2 separate regions of the Zea mays genome follow, and region 2 is linked to region 1. The links are chromatin contacts, called in public Hi-C maps. All regions are on one chromosome and are shown on one strand. The core of a region is the stretch at or near the end of the contact, and the rest is flanking DNA. Distances in the headings are between cores, read along the strand shown. Region 1 holds the start of LOC100857065 (protein LATERAL ROOT PRIMORDIUM 1). Region 2 holds the start of LOC541630 (Two-component response regulator ARR9).

Region 1 (6,317 bases), core at 1,779-4,278:
TATTCCACCCCTAATCAGTTTTTAGTATGGCCTCTATAATTAGTTTTTGGGAAATTTTTTTGCATATTCTTTTGGAGTTGCTTTTATTATACGTAAACAGGTTCATATCTCCACGGGAAACACCAATTAAGATGTTTAAGAGACGATAATTATGTACGTATAGCAACCTCAAATTCTCGATGTCGTTTTATAGTGACAAGTACGAGAGTCCACACCATCGAATACAATGTACTTGATTAGTCGTTGTAACCTCACATCCTTTTTATAATGTTTGTGGGTACGTAGGTCTACAACCCATGCATATCAACAATGTTTGTTATGCCAACATGCACCATGCAATGTTAGCCGTCGACCTCGTCATATCATCCTTCGCAGTAAGTGTGGTAGACTAGAGCTTTATCTCATTTGTCTGACACGCCACGTCAGTTTGGTTAGAAGAGCAAGTGCTGCCCGAGGCTGTGACATAAGGAATGTAAGGGTTTGCAAGGCCACAGGTCCTGCTTGATCTGAGGCTTGGCCCTAAGGGCGAAGGTCCCCTAGAATGCCAAGATAAGCCCACTTCAGATCTATCTTCTGTTGATGAGGTTTTCAAGGATGCTTTGCCAAAATTTAACAATATGCCTTCTCTCGGTGCCGACAGTGGCTCACTGGCCCTCCATAGGCCAAGGTGTCTACATGTGGGACCAATATTGCCACAAACACCTGATATGGCAGACCTGTCGTGATGTTTATGCTTCTTATGTTGTCGGTGCCTGGGGTGACGTAACAACCAACAAACCCTGGCTAAGTAGTGGCGCACAGGGGATGGCAGAGTAAGTCGTGGAAGCGACGACCCACTGTGGCAGAAGTGGTAGATACCATGGTTTAGCCACTCTTAGGGTGATGCTTCTAGGCTTTTGTTGTTGTATGCATTGCTCCGCAAAGAGGCCAGCTGTCAGACACCACGTCAACCTGACTTGTAGTTCAAGCATCATGCATAGCCATATCGCACGATTCTCGAAATACAAGAGTCGCACGATGTTTCAGATGCTATGTCCAATAAAAGCAAGAGATAGATAGAGAAGGGCGTCTTTAATCTCAAGCATCATGTTCCATCTTCTTATCCTCCAATACTCCACACTACATTACCCTATGTAAGCTCGTAACCTAATAATAATGTGTATTACGACAGTAAATATATTATACATTTTAAACTTAGAAAACTGGTAAAAAATCTTAAATAGGCGAGTTATATTGTTTAGGGGAGCCAGATCGAGAGAATGGTTGGAGACAACATGTTTGTAGGGGGGAGTAGGGATGAAAACGGTCGGTAAACACTAAAACCATTACCGTTTTTATTTTTTTTATCGGAAACAAAATCGAAAATGGTAACTCCGGAAACGGAAACAATATCGGTATTTCGGAAACATCAGAAACGAAAGTTTGGTGCGAAAAATGCACCGGTAACGGTCGAAATCTAAAATACGATCGGTAAACATATCAAACTTCATAATACAACGAAGTTGACAAAAGATCACAAAGACCACAAGTTCATAATTCATGATATAACAAGTTCACGAGGATCACAAATTTATAATATAAAAAGTTTACAAAGATCACAAGTTCATAATATAACAAGTTCACGGTATAACAAGTTCAAAAAGATCACAAGTTCACAGACTCAAAGTTCACAATTCACAATATCCACTCGATCTAGCTGACATGGCATGCTTACTTATGAAATATTTTTTCCTCACATAAAGAGTTTTTCACAACCTCACGGGAATACCTTAAAACCTAGTGTGTGGAAAAGACCAAATCGTTAATCTCAACTGCCTTCCAACACCATCTATCCCAAAAAAATCTTAAGGCGTCCGAAAAATATATAACAAGTAATCCTTATCTAGAGACGTACAGGCGATGCGAAAAATCACATGTTGGAAAATTCCGAGACACAATTCCGAAAAATTATGAGACCCGATTCCGGAAAATTCCGAGACACAAATCCGGTAATTTCCGAAAAAACCGGTAACCGAAGGAAACGATCAGTAAAACACCACGCCGATTCCGATAGAAAATTCCGAAAACCGATTCCATTTTTGAAAAAATACCGTTACCGATGAATCCAATCGAAAAATTTCGAAATCGGTTACCGGAATACCGAAAAATTCCGAAAACGTTTTCATCCCTAGGGGGGAGTTTCCTTTAAAAGATGTAGTGAGATATATTAGAAAGTATAGACATGAGAGACATATGAGGGAATGGTTGGTGTTGATCTAATAATAGGAGAAATGTTGTTGACACTTAGGATGAGTGTCCAATGGTAACCGACCTTAGATTGCGTACTCTAACATAAGTTAGGATAAAGCAGTGAAGAAAGACATATATCCATTTATTCATAATAGTTTTGATTGACATTTTCTATCCAAGACACAAAGGATTAAAATATTATTAAAATTAAGGTAAAAGCGTTTAACCTACATCCGACCTCTTAGAAGGTCTACATGATTAGAATTATAGGCCATACCATCTAACATATGAATTTAAGTCTCACTACTATACGAATGGTAGATAACAAAGATTAGATGACGATGGGATCTAAGAAGTCGCATTCAGCGTGATTGGACGTCCAGCTCGTGGGCGCAAGGCTCGCGGCGGCCTGGATGCGCAGGGATCCTCTCTCTCCGTATCTCCACGCGTACAAACTGACACAACAAAAAGCCACTAAGTTGCATCGGTGCATGCAAGCTCTTCTCCATACATACAACCCACCAATCATCGGTTAAGTGTGGTAAACGGAACGTGGAGGGCCTGGACGCACGTGGCTAGGTATCCAATCACGCGGATTGTTTCCCATTGCTGCATGTACGACCCAGTTTGGACATATGAGAAGAGCACACCCAATGCTAGTGAATGCAAAAAAGAATGAAATGATATATATATGTTCCGTCCACAGTGTTAGTTGAGCCAAAAGAAGAAAAAGTGATTCATATATGTATTCAGTTGGATTAGGGTAAAACAACATGGTAGATATGATAGAATTGTTTTTTGTTTTGCAAGCCAGATAGTATTATTATTATTATGTATTAAGCTGAATTAGGGTAGAACAACATGCTATCTGCGTATCCTGCACAGATCATTTTGGACATTTTTTTCCCGTACATAACAATTGGCAGAACAATAATTTACTTTCGAAACGAATTAGACTGTTCCGAGCTGGTCACCGTCAGATGCTTTCTGAAGCGTATGACATGGATGCCGCCACAATACTCATCACAATAGTGTGAGTGAGCGGTTGCTCCGCCGTTGGCCGCCGCTGCCGAGTGGAGCCAATTTCAGATCCACGCGTCGGGCGTTTGGCTGCGGAACGTTGCGGCAGAGAGGATCCTGCGGGGTGCGGGTTAGTGTAGTAATGGCACGACGACGATCGAAGCAGCTTGCAGCTGTAAAGAGGATATTTGTATGATCGGGAAAAAATATATATTTGAGGCTGCAGAAAGGAAGCATGCTTGTGCTTGGCGAGTAGAAAAAAACAAAAAGGAAGGCGTTCGCGGGCAACGGAGGAGAGTATACTACTGACCACAGTGGATGTCTGACCGTTGGCAAATGTGTGAGTGTGTGTGGATGCGTGGGATACATCGATTCCAATGTTGGCAGGAGGGGTAGGCAGCAGGCTAGCTAGCTAGATAGATCCCTGACCCTGACCCCTCCCGCTGAAGAGCGCTCACGCCTTCAACGCGGCTGCAGGATCGGCAGGAGCAGAAGCCATCAGCAGCAGCAGAAGAAGCTCGTCAGTGGTGCGCAGGGGGTCAGCAGTGGTGCGAGCTGCTGCAGGCTGCAGGGCAGGCGGCAGCGGCAGGGACGGGGGCAACAAGACAAGCGGGGGAAGAGGAAGCCAATTGGAAATCCCACCGCCAAAGATAGATAGGGAGTGATCGAGAAGATCTCACAGAGGAATTTCAGTGTCCCCACTCCGCCCACTTATATTCATAAAACCACCCCACCCACCCCTTTCTTTTCTCTTCTTTTCCTATCCTATCCTTTCTCTCTCTCTTGCAACCTTCCTCCTTCCTCCAGTTCCAGAGGAGAGAGACGCGAGAAGCTTTCTCGCTCTACTAGTCTCTCTCTACCATCCCTTTTCTTCTTCCTCTCCTCTCTCTCTTCCATGTCACTGTCCTAGGCTGAAGAAATCGCAATAAAAATCGCTAGACTAGCAGCAGCAGCAGGGCAGGAAGCGAGGTAAGGGGAGGAAAAAGACGAGCGAAAAGGGGGTGTTAGAGTTCCCCACTGAAGGCTGAGAGTAGATATTGATGATGATCATGATGATGATAGGAACAGGACCAGGTATATAGGGTAGGGGAGAGAGGAAGCCAGTGATTAGGGGGGTAGATAGAGAGAGAGACAGGACGCTCTACTGCACTAGCTGCGCAACTCAGAGAAGATACTCCAATACCCTCTTGGCGTGGGCGGAGAACCAGCAGCAAGTTCAGCTCAGCTCAGCTGGGAGGTGCCGCAGGAGGAAGAGGAGGAGGAGATTTTTATTCGGACCGGATCCACTGCGCGTAGCGTAGCCTCCTTTTCACTCCTACCTGCTGCCGGCCGCTGCCTGCCGCTGCTGCCGTAACGAAATCTACAGCGGCGCAAGCAGCGAAATTTTAAATCTTTGCGGCTGCTCCGACCGCAGCGAAGCAGCTCCCCACTCTCTCTCCGCTGCTGCCTCCGCGGACGGATTCCATCCCCGGCCCTATAAGTGTGGCTTCGGGACGGCGCTTCCCATCCGACACCGGCGCCTTCGCGGACTGGGTCGCCTCCTCCGCCGCCGCGGCGCGCGGGGACGACCTCTCCCTCGGCTTCAATGCCAGCGCGGCGGCCGCCGCGGCCGCGGCCGCCTCCGGCGCCTCGCTGGGCGCGGGCCTCTGGGGCCCGGCGTCCTCCGCCTCCGCCGCCATGCGCCAGGCGGCCGCCATGAACTACGGGATGGCCGACGTGGGGATGGTCGTCGTCGCGCCCGCCGCCTCCTTCCACCACACGCACCACCACCACCACCACCACGAGGCCGCCGCCGCCGCCGCCGCGGCTGCGGCGGCCTCCGGCGACCCCATCTTCCCGCTGCTCTCCGGCGGCCCCTGCGTGCTTGATCCGGACAAGTCGGCCTCCGCCAGCGCCATCCAGTTCTGGCAGCAGCAGCCTCCGCCGCCGTCGTCGCCGGCTGCTGCAGCGGGCGCTAACCCTAACCCTAGCGCCAGCCCCTTCGCCTACCTCAAGAAGCCCCTCCCGATGCTGGACGCCGGCGCCGGCTCCTCAGGCTCCGGCGCCACCACGTGCCAGGACTGCGGCAACCAAGCGAAGAAGGACTGCGGCCACAACCGGTGCCGCACCTGCTGCAAGAGCCGCGGCTTCGACTGCAACACGCACGTCAAGAGCACCTGGGTCCCCGCCGCCCGCCGCCGCGAGCGCCAGCAGCTCGCCGCCTCCGGCTCCGCCTCGTCCTCCCCCGCCACCGCCTCCGCGGCGGCCGTCGCCGCGTCCGCGTCCGCGTCCGCGTCCAAGAAGCCCCGCCTCCTCTCGTCGCAGACCACCACCTCGCACACGTCCACCTCCAACGCCACGACGCCCCGAAGCTTCGACACCACGTCCAGCCACCAAGGTACGTCCTACCCGCCATTTACCGAGCAGCATCACGCCGTCCACGGTCGGATCCTTCCCACCCAAACCGTGTCTCGTCGCGCTGCAGACGCGTCGTTCAGGGACAGCCTCCCGAGGCAGGTGCGCGCGCCGGCGGTGTTCAAGTGCGTGCGCGTGACGTCCATCGAGGACGGCGAGGACGAGTACGCGTACCAGGCGACGGTCACCATCAACGGCCACCTCTTCAAGGGGTTCCTGTACGACCAGGGCCCCGACGACGGGCGCCACGCGGCCACCAGCAACGACGACTGCACGGCCGGCGGGGTGCCCAACATCTCCGAGCTCCATCTCGGAGCGGCGTCTGGTTCCGGCGCCGGCACCGGCACCTCGATGTCGATGGCTCCTCCCACGGGGCTGTACGGTGGCGGTGGCGGAGGACATCATCCGCACATTCTCGGCGGGTCGTCGAGCTACGGTAACACCATGAACTGATGGAGTACGTTCCTTCCTTGTACACCGGAAGAGTCCCGGCCCGTTAATTTCCATTCCTTGTTGCTCTTCATTTTCCACGCTATAGTAGCAGAGTTCAATTTTCTCAGCCTTGTCACTCACCCGGCGCCATAGATAGCAGGGCATCAATGCATGGTGTTATTCTGTTCTACCTCCTTCATTCCATCGTCCTACTGTGTTATTTAGCCATTCGTTGGTGTATA
Region 2 (6,317 bases), core at 2,550-5,049, 220 kb after region 1:
TAGGATCAATGCTTCAGAAGGAGGGAGACATCGATGAGGATGTCAGTCATAGAATTAAAGCTGGATGGTTGAAGTGGCGACAAGCTGCGGGTGTCTTATGCGACCCCCGGGTGCCACACAAACTAAAAGGCAAATTCTACAGGACAGCAATCCGGTCGGCTATGTTGTATGGAGCAGAATGTTGGCCCACTAAAAGACGACATGTCCAACAACTAAGTGTGGCAGAGATGCGTATGTTGCGCTGGATATGTGGCCACACAAGGAGAGATCGAGTCCGGAATGATGATATACGAGAGAGAGTAGGAGTGGCGCCAATTGAGGAGAAGCTTATGCAACATCGCTTGAGATGGTTTGGACATATCCAACGAAGACCTGAAGAGGCACCAGTGCATATCGGAATAATTAGGCGTCCCGAGAATGTGAAGAGAGGTAGAGGTCGGCCAACTTTGACGTGGACAGAGGCTGTGAAGAGAGACCTGAAGGAGTGGAATATTGATAAAGAGCTCGCCGCAGATAGGAAGGGGTGGAAGTGTGCAATTCACGTGCCAGAACCCTGATTTATAGTTTCGCTTTGCCTCCTTAATCGTTTGACCTTTCCTTGTGCCCATTTTAGATCTTGCTGGTTCTTGTGGGTTTTATCTCTTTTATGTGTTTCCCCGTTTCGTTGTTTTCGGTTCTCCTTTGCCTTTGTTTCCCTTTTCTGTTCTTTGGGGGTTGAGCTCTGAGGTTTTCATACGGGGTTTCATCTCTAGCCTACCCCAACGTGCTTGGGACAAAAAGGCTTTGTTGTTGTTGTTGTAATGAACTACAAAAAAAACAGAACACGAGATGGGAATGTGGTGTGAACTACAAAAAAGCATAAATATTTTTTGGAATATGTATATATATATATATTTTCAACAAATCCATCCATTTGGTGTGAGTTTGTGTCCGAATGATTTCGTGAGATCTTGGCCCACAAGGCCACAACCATAGCACAGCAAGGTGTTGTTTGGTTGTGGAATTTGAACAGCAACGCAAACATCGTCTGATAACGTTATAAATGGGGGGAAAAAGTAAGCAAATTATTGTTTGATTCAGCTTAGGTAAGTCCTGGTAACCCATCGTGGTAACCCATCACACTGGTATGAGGGGTATGGAATATGGATAACGCTCCATTTTCTACATGTCTGTATCCAATTACAGAGTAATAGATTACATTGTATTGTAGCACAAACAAATACGATGCAACCTAATATGTTACCGTTGTAATTAAATCATGTTACATTCCTCCAAACCAAACAACACCTAGATTTTTTCTCCTATATCCTATTGTTGCGCCACATCAACAATATTTCATAAATTTCTATCTCCCATAGCGGTTCCCTCTATTTCTACAACCCATCATCCTAATAAAATATACATTTCCCTTCAACTACCACTCATTCTATTTTGTATTGTATTTTTTGCAAAAATAATCATACTTACTGTTTGGTTCAAATTAAAAAATTTAAAAATAAAAAATATTAATAAACATGGATGGAAATGCTTATTATTTATTACGCTGGAGACAGCCTAGCACTTTAAAAAAACTATTGTATTAGGATGGAGGGGTTGTAACTTGTAAATATGATATAAAGGTAATCGTTCCGAGAGATGGATGAAAATTTATGGTGTGTTTGGTTTGTGTAGTCATTCTATACTTTATGAGGTGATGCATCATAAGTTCATTTCATCAATTTTGGTGGAATCAACTCACTCCTCATGTATATACTAATTATTAGCCTATGAGTAATGGAGTGGTGATGGATCAACTCATTCTATTCCACAAACCAAATAAAAAAGTGAAAAGTGGGAAGAAGATGTATCACTTTATTCCTCAAACCAAACACATTCTGAGAGAATGAAATTTTACTAACCTGGCGGGACAGTGGGATATAGAGGAAGAAATTACGGAGAACCGCTGCCGACAGCGAGACGGACCTTTCCTATGCTCTACGTCGCTGTCACCCAGATATGGCGATCTAGTATGCATTCAATTCTTCCGTTCCGTTACACGGCAACGTCGAGCTGGAGCTGTTCTGGGGAATTCCTGGCCTTTTTTTCTGCCATAATTGTCCCGTCAAATCACGCTACTATGCTCCTCTTTTGTTCTCATCTGGAAAAAGATCAAATCTCTTGGTCGTCTGGCCGCTGCCGGCTTTGTTTAAATTGAACCTAATTGGCGGAAAGTGGATTGTTTTTTTAAAGTGTACGTGGTACTAGGCAGCAACTAAATAGCAATATTGTTAATTTTTCATTTTGGCAAAAAGTGAAAAGTTACGAGGCAGAGGAGGAGCGGATTAGCAAGATGGAAGGCAGAGTGTTTGCAGGGAGAATCTACTTATTTGCAAGCTTAAGACCTACTAACTGGACAAGTTTTAGACCTGCTAACTAGGCAGGCTTTAACTAACGACTCCCACTGCAAGGCACATATTTTCTCGGAGGCAAAAGTAGCAGATCTTTCAGCGCTCCGACCAATCAAGAAATCGATCCCAACATCAATAAACTAAATAAATACGTAATCCCTAGGCGGCTTTTTTGTAAAAAGAAAAAAGAAAACAAATTACTAAACAATATTCCTCACACATTGTCTCGATCCATTCTGAATCATTTCATGCAGAACTGGTGATCTAGCATGATGGCGTTAATATTCCATCTGCTCCCTTAACAGCCCCAACCCTTCCAGTTGGGAAGAAACAGGCAGCCAGGCAGGCAAGAACAACAGCACGGCTCCATCTGGTACCTCGACAGGCACCGGTCGGCTGATTCTACGGAGTATACTAAGCATGAAGAAGCAGGAGATGAATATCAGGTCTGCCCTATCTAGACTCTCCTCCCGGCTAGTTGCGTACTAGTGGACCAGCGAAAGAACTCGATGGATGCTGGTAGTGGCATACGCGAGTGAATGAGAAGGCGGTTTTAAAAATTGAATGCGGTGGGAGCTCACCTGCTGATCCGGGCAGGCACGTTCTCAGACGACATGATCACCACCGGAATGTCCTTGAGCGATGAGGACCCCTGCATCCCGGAATCGGCAAGCGGACCACACCACACCACGGGGGTTATTTTAATAAGTGAGAGCCCGAGCAATGGGGAGAGGGAGGGAGGAATTTAATTTGAGGCCCCCTCACCTTCACTCGCTTGAGCAGATCGTATCCTGTCATGCCGGGCATGCAGTAGTCAGTGATGATGAGACTCACGTCGATCTCCTGCAGCGCGTAGCAAGAACAAGACAGAGGTTGGTTGGTTACAGGCAGAACGGAACAGAAGAGAGCAGGGTGGGTGCCAATCCGAGCAGGCAGGCGAGAGGCAATAAGTGAGGGAGTTTCCGATTTACCTGATGGTCAGGGGAGGACGACGACGAAGATGATGAGGACGATGACGGCGGCGACGCGTCCTCCGCGCCGTTGTCCCTCAGCCCCAGCAGCTCCAGCGCCTTGTTCCCGGAATCCACCGTGGTCACTGAACCACAACAAGGGGTACGCGGTTAGAAACCGATGGCGAGAGGGGATTTCATTTCAACGAAAAAAACCCAAGGAGAGAATACGGACGGACGGACGCGCTGTCCCTGTCCTGTTTAGGCTGAGGGCCAGGCGGCGTTGGCTCACCTTGGTAAGACGAGCTCTTGAGCAGCATCTCGATGAGCTTCCTGTCGATGATGCTGTCGTCCACCGCCAGGACATGGAACCGCGACTCGGCGTCCAGCACCGTCATGGCTGGGGAGCGGAGGTAGGTAGAGCAGGCAGGATAGGTGGTTTCTACTGATGAATGTGGCGGCGGGTAGAGGGAGATGCAGAGGGAAGGCGGGGGAGGAGGGGAGGATATAGGCGAGCGGCGCAGCCTGGCAGCCATGGTACGGCACGGCACGTCAGACGCGCGCCCAGCCGCCCACGCAGCGGCGTGGCCTCGATCCCCGCCCCCACTCCCCTGGGAAAGCAAGATCCGACCGGATCACGCACCCGAATCTCCACAACTAATCGGCTCCATGATTTCCCATCCCCGCGACCCCGGCTCGTTTAAAGATCCATTTGGTTCGTTTAGCTCACTAGCTAGATCAGAAAATATATATAATAATAAATTTCTCATTAATTTTAAAGTAATTTAATAATAGAAAATAGTGATTATATTTATAATTTCAAATACAATTTCAATATAACGTCAAATTAGCATAACACATCAATTCACAATTCACATACACATTTATTAGTTTAATCGATAATTATATTCGCATAAATCAATTTAACACATAAACATAGTTCATTAATCATTAGTTTAACTTATAGATCAGACACCACGCATACATATAACATGTGTATCAATTATTATGTAAATGATATGCATAGTTTCGTTTTACTGAAATGTGTTAGCTCATGAGCTGGCTCATTAACAATCCAAGCTGATTCATTAACGAACCAAACTAAGATGTCAGCTTAGCTCGTGAAAAAAAAAATCAAATGAACCGATCCAAGCCAAGCCGAGCTGACCATGAACCGAGCGAGCTAACGAGCCACGAGCATTTCGTTCAGCCCTATTTCCTTGCTACTTCGCTCTTTGGGCCTTTAATAGGGCTGGACAAAATGCTCGTTGTTCGTCGGCTTGTTTGAACTTTTTTTCACGAGCTGGACTGACATCCTAGCTTAGTTTGTTAACAAGCCAGCTCGCGAACAAACTATATGCATACCATTTACGTAACAAATGATGAACATGTTATATGTATGAACAATGCCTATGTGTTAAATTGGTTTATGCGAATATAACTGTATGTTAAACTATATGTTAAACTGATGAATATGCGTGTGAATTATGAATTAATGAGTTGTGTTAATTTGATGTTACATCGATATAGTTTTAAAAATTATGAGTATAATTATTATTTTCTATTGTTAAATTAGTTTAAAATTAACTAAAAATTGATTATTATTTATATATTTTTTTACTTTGCTCATAAGTTAAACGAGCTAACTTAAACCCGTAAACGACCCGAGCTAAACTGACTCTATGAGTCAGCTTAAACTGGAACAATCCGAAAGATATTCAACCCTAGTCTCCACAGTCGATCGATCTGATTGATTGGACAGCTTGCTTGCTATGGCAGCTTCTGCTTTTTCCTTCAGCTTTTTACATTGATCTGTCATTTCGTTCTCGTTAACCGTACGTTACAAAATTTCGACCCAAACGACACCATAAAATTTGCACCTGCATTTTTAATCTCCTCTCCTACGCATGGGTAATCTGAACCTACCAGTGGAGTATAGCACTAGTAGGTTCAGTAAATGTAGATTTTTAAGTCAAAGCCCGTTGCTATTTCTCCAAGGACGAGCTCGTTCCTATTCCAAGTCATTTATTCATCCTCCAGATGGATGCAACTGGCCCTTGGTTTCCAAAAGGGTCACGTTGATTCTAGCAACTTGCAGGTAGGTACTGACATACTGTGTAGAGTAGTAGTAATATATGCACAAGTGTCACAAACAAACTAGTGGACGTGCCTTTACTGTATGTGTGCGTATCTTCTTCAGTTCGTCGCCACCACATGCACGCTGACATGCGTGATCTGCTTACGCAGATGGGCGGCGATCCACGCAAGCACCGAATCGCAGGCACCTGCCCCAGTCCAATCAGGTCGATGCATGAATTAGGAAAATCTCTTAATTAATTAGTACAGATCCCCAGCAGTCTGCATATTTATTTATTTTACTGAAGAAGAAAATGTTTTACCAAATCACATGTTCTTTTTCTTATGGGAAACCAGTCACACATTCCGCACCAAGGTTTGGCGGCTTATATATAGTATATCAAACAGAGCTGTAGCTCGCTCAGTCTTGTTTATCTTCTTCCCCGGATGCACCAGCAACCTTCGCTGCTGCGGATGCATAGCTCACGCTGCTATCCCTCATGTTCTTGCACTGGCTGGACTGCTCGTAGCGGACAAAGCCTATCTTAATTTTTGTCGAGCAATGTTTCAACATCTGAAGCAAACAAAAAAAATGCAGTGGCTGAAGTAAAACGGAAGGCATTCATCGAGAGTAGGTTTTTGACAAGCAGAAAGTCATTTACTTACGTGAAGGAAGACGCTGATGGGGTGGCGTCCGCATATGGTGTTCTCGTACTCCTGCAGGTATTCTTTGAACGCTACGGGATCGCCAGTCTCTATGATCTCCATGCCCATACGGTCCAAGGCCTCGATAGATTTATGGATGGCACCGTGCTTCTTTTCGTAGTATGTGTAGCTAAACCTGGTGTGAGAATGGGATCAATAGAATCATTTCCATTTACCACAATAGATGATGGTGATGAAA

The links. A called contact is a pair of places that touch in the nucleus more often than the background predicts.
Region 2: a Hi-C map of leaf shows a contact between it and region 1, with 4 times the contacts expected there. The contact joins the promoter of LOC541630 here to the promoter of LOC100857065 in region 1. A contact is called at or near these places in 2 of 25 Hi-C or Micro-C datasets (both in leaf).

The regions. Positions count from the first base shown.
Region 1 is chr8:163,925,171-163,931,487 of Zm-B73-REFERENCE-NAM-5.0, forward strand. LOC100857065 (protein LATERAL ROOT PRIMORDIUM 1) reads left to right here and starts at 3,029. Exons shown (of 2, transcript XM_008658638.4): 1 at 3,029-5,626; 2 at 5,714-6,317. The coding sequence starts at 4,927. The coding sequence ends at 6,096.
Region 2 is chr8:164,143,710-164,150,026 of Zm-B73-REFERENCE-NAM-5.0, forward strand. LOC541630 (Two-component response regulator ARR9) reads right to left here and starts at 3,800. Exons shown (of 5, transcript NM_001153304.1): 1 at 3,630-3,800; 2 at 3,359-3,483; 3 at 3,153-3,230; 4 at 2,969-3,039. The coding sequence starts at 3,735. It overlaps LOC100273137, which reads right to left. Exons shown (of 8, transcript NM_001147584.1): 7 at 6,080-6,254; 8 at 5,677-5,987. The coding sequence ends at 5,835.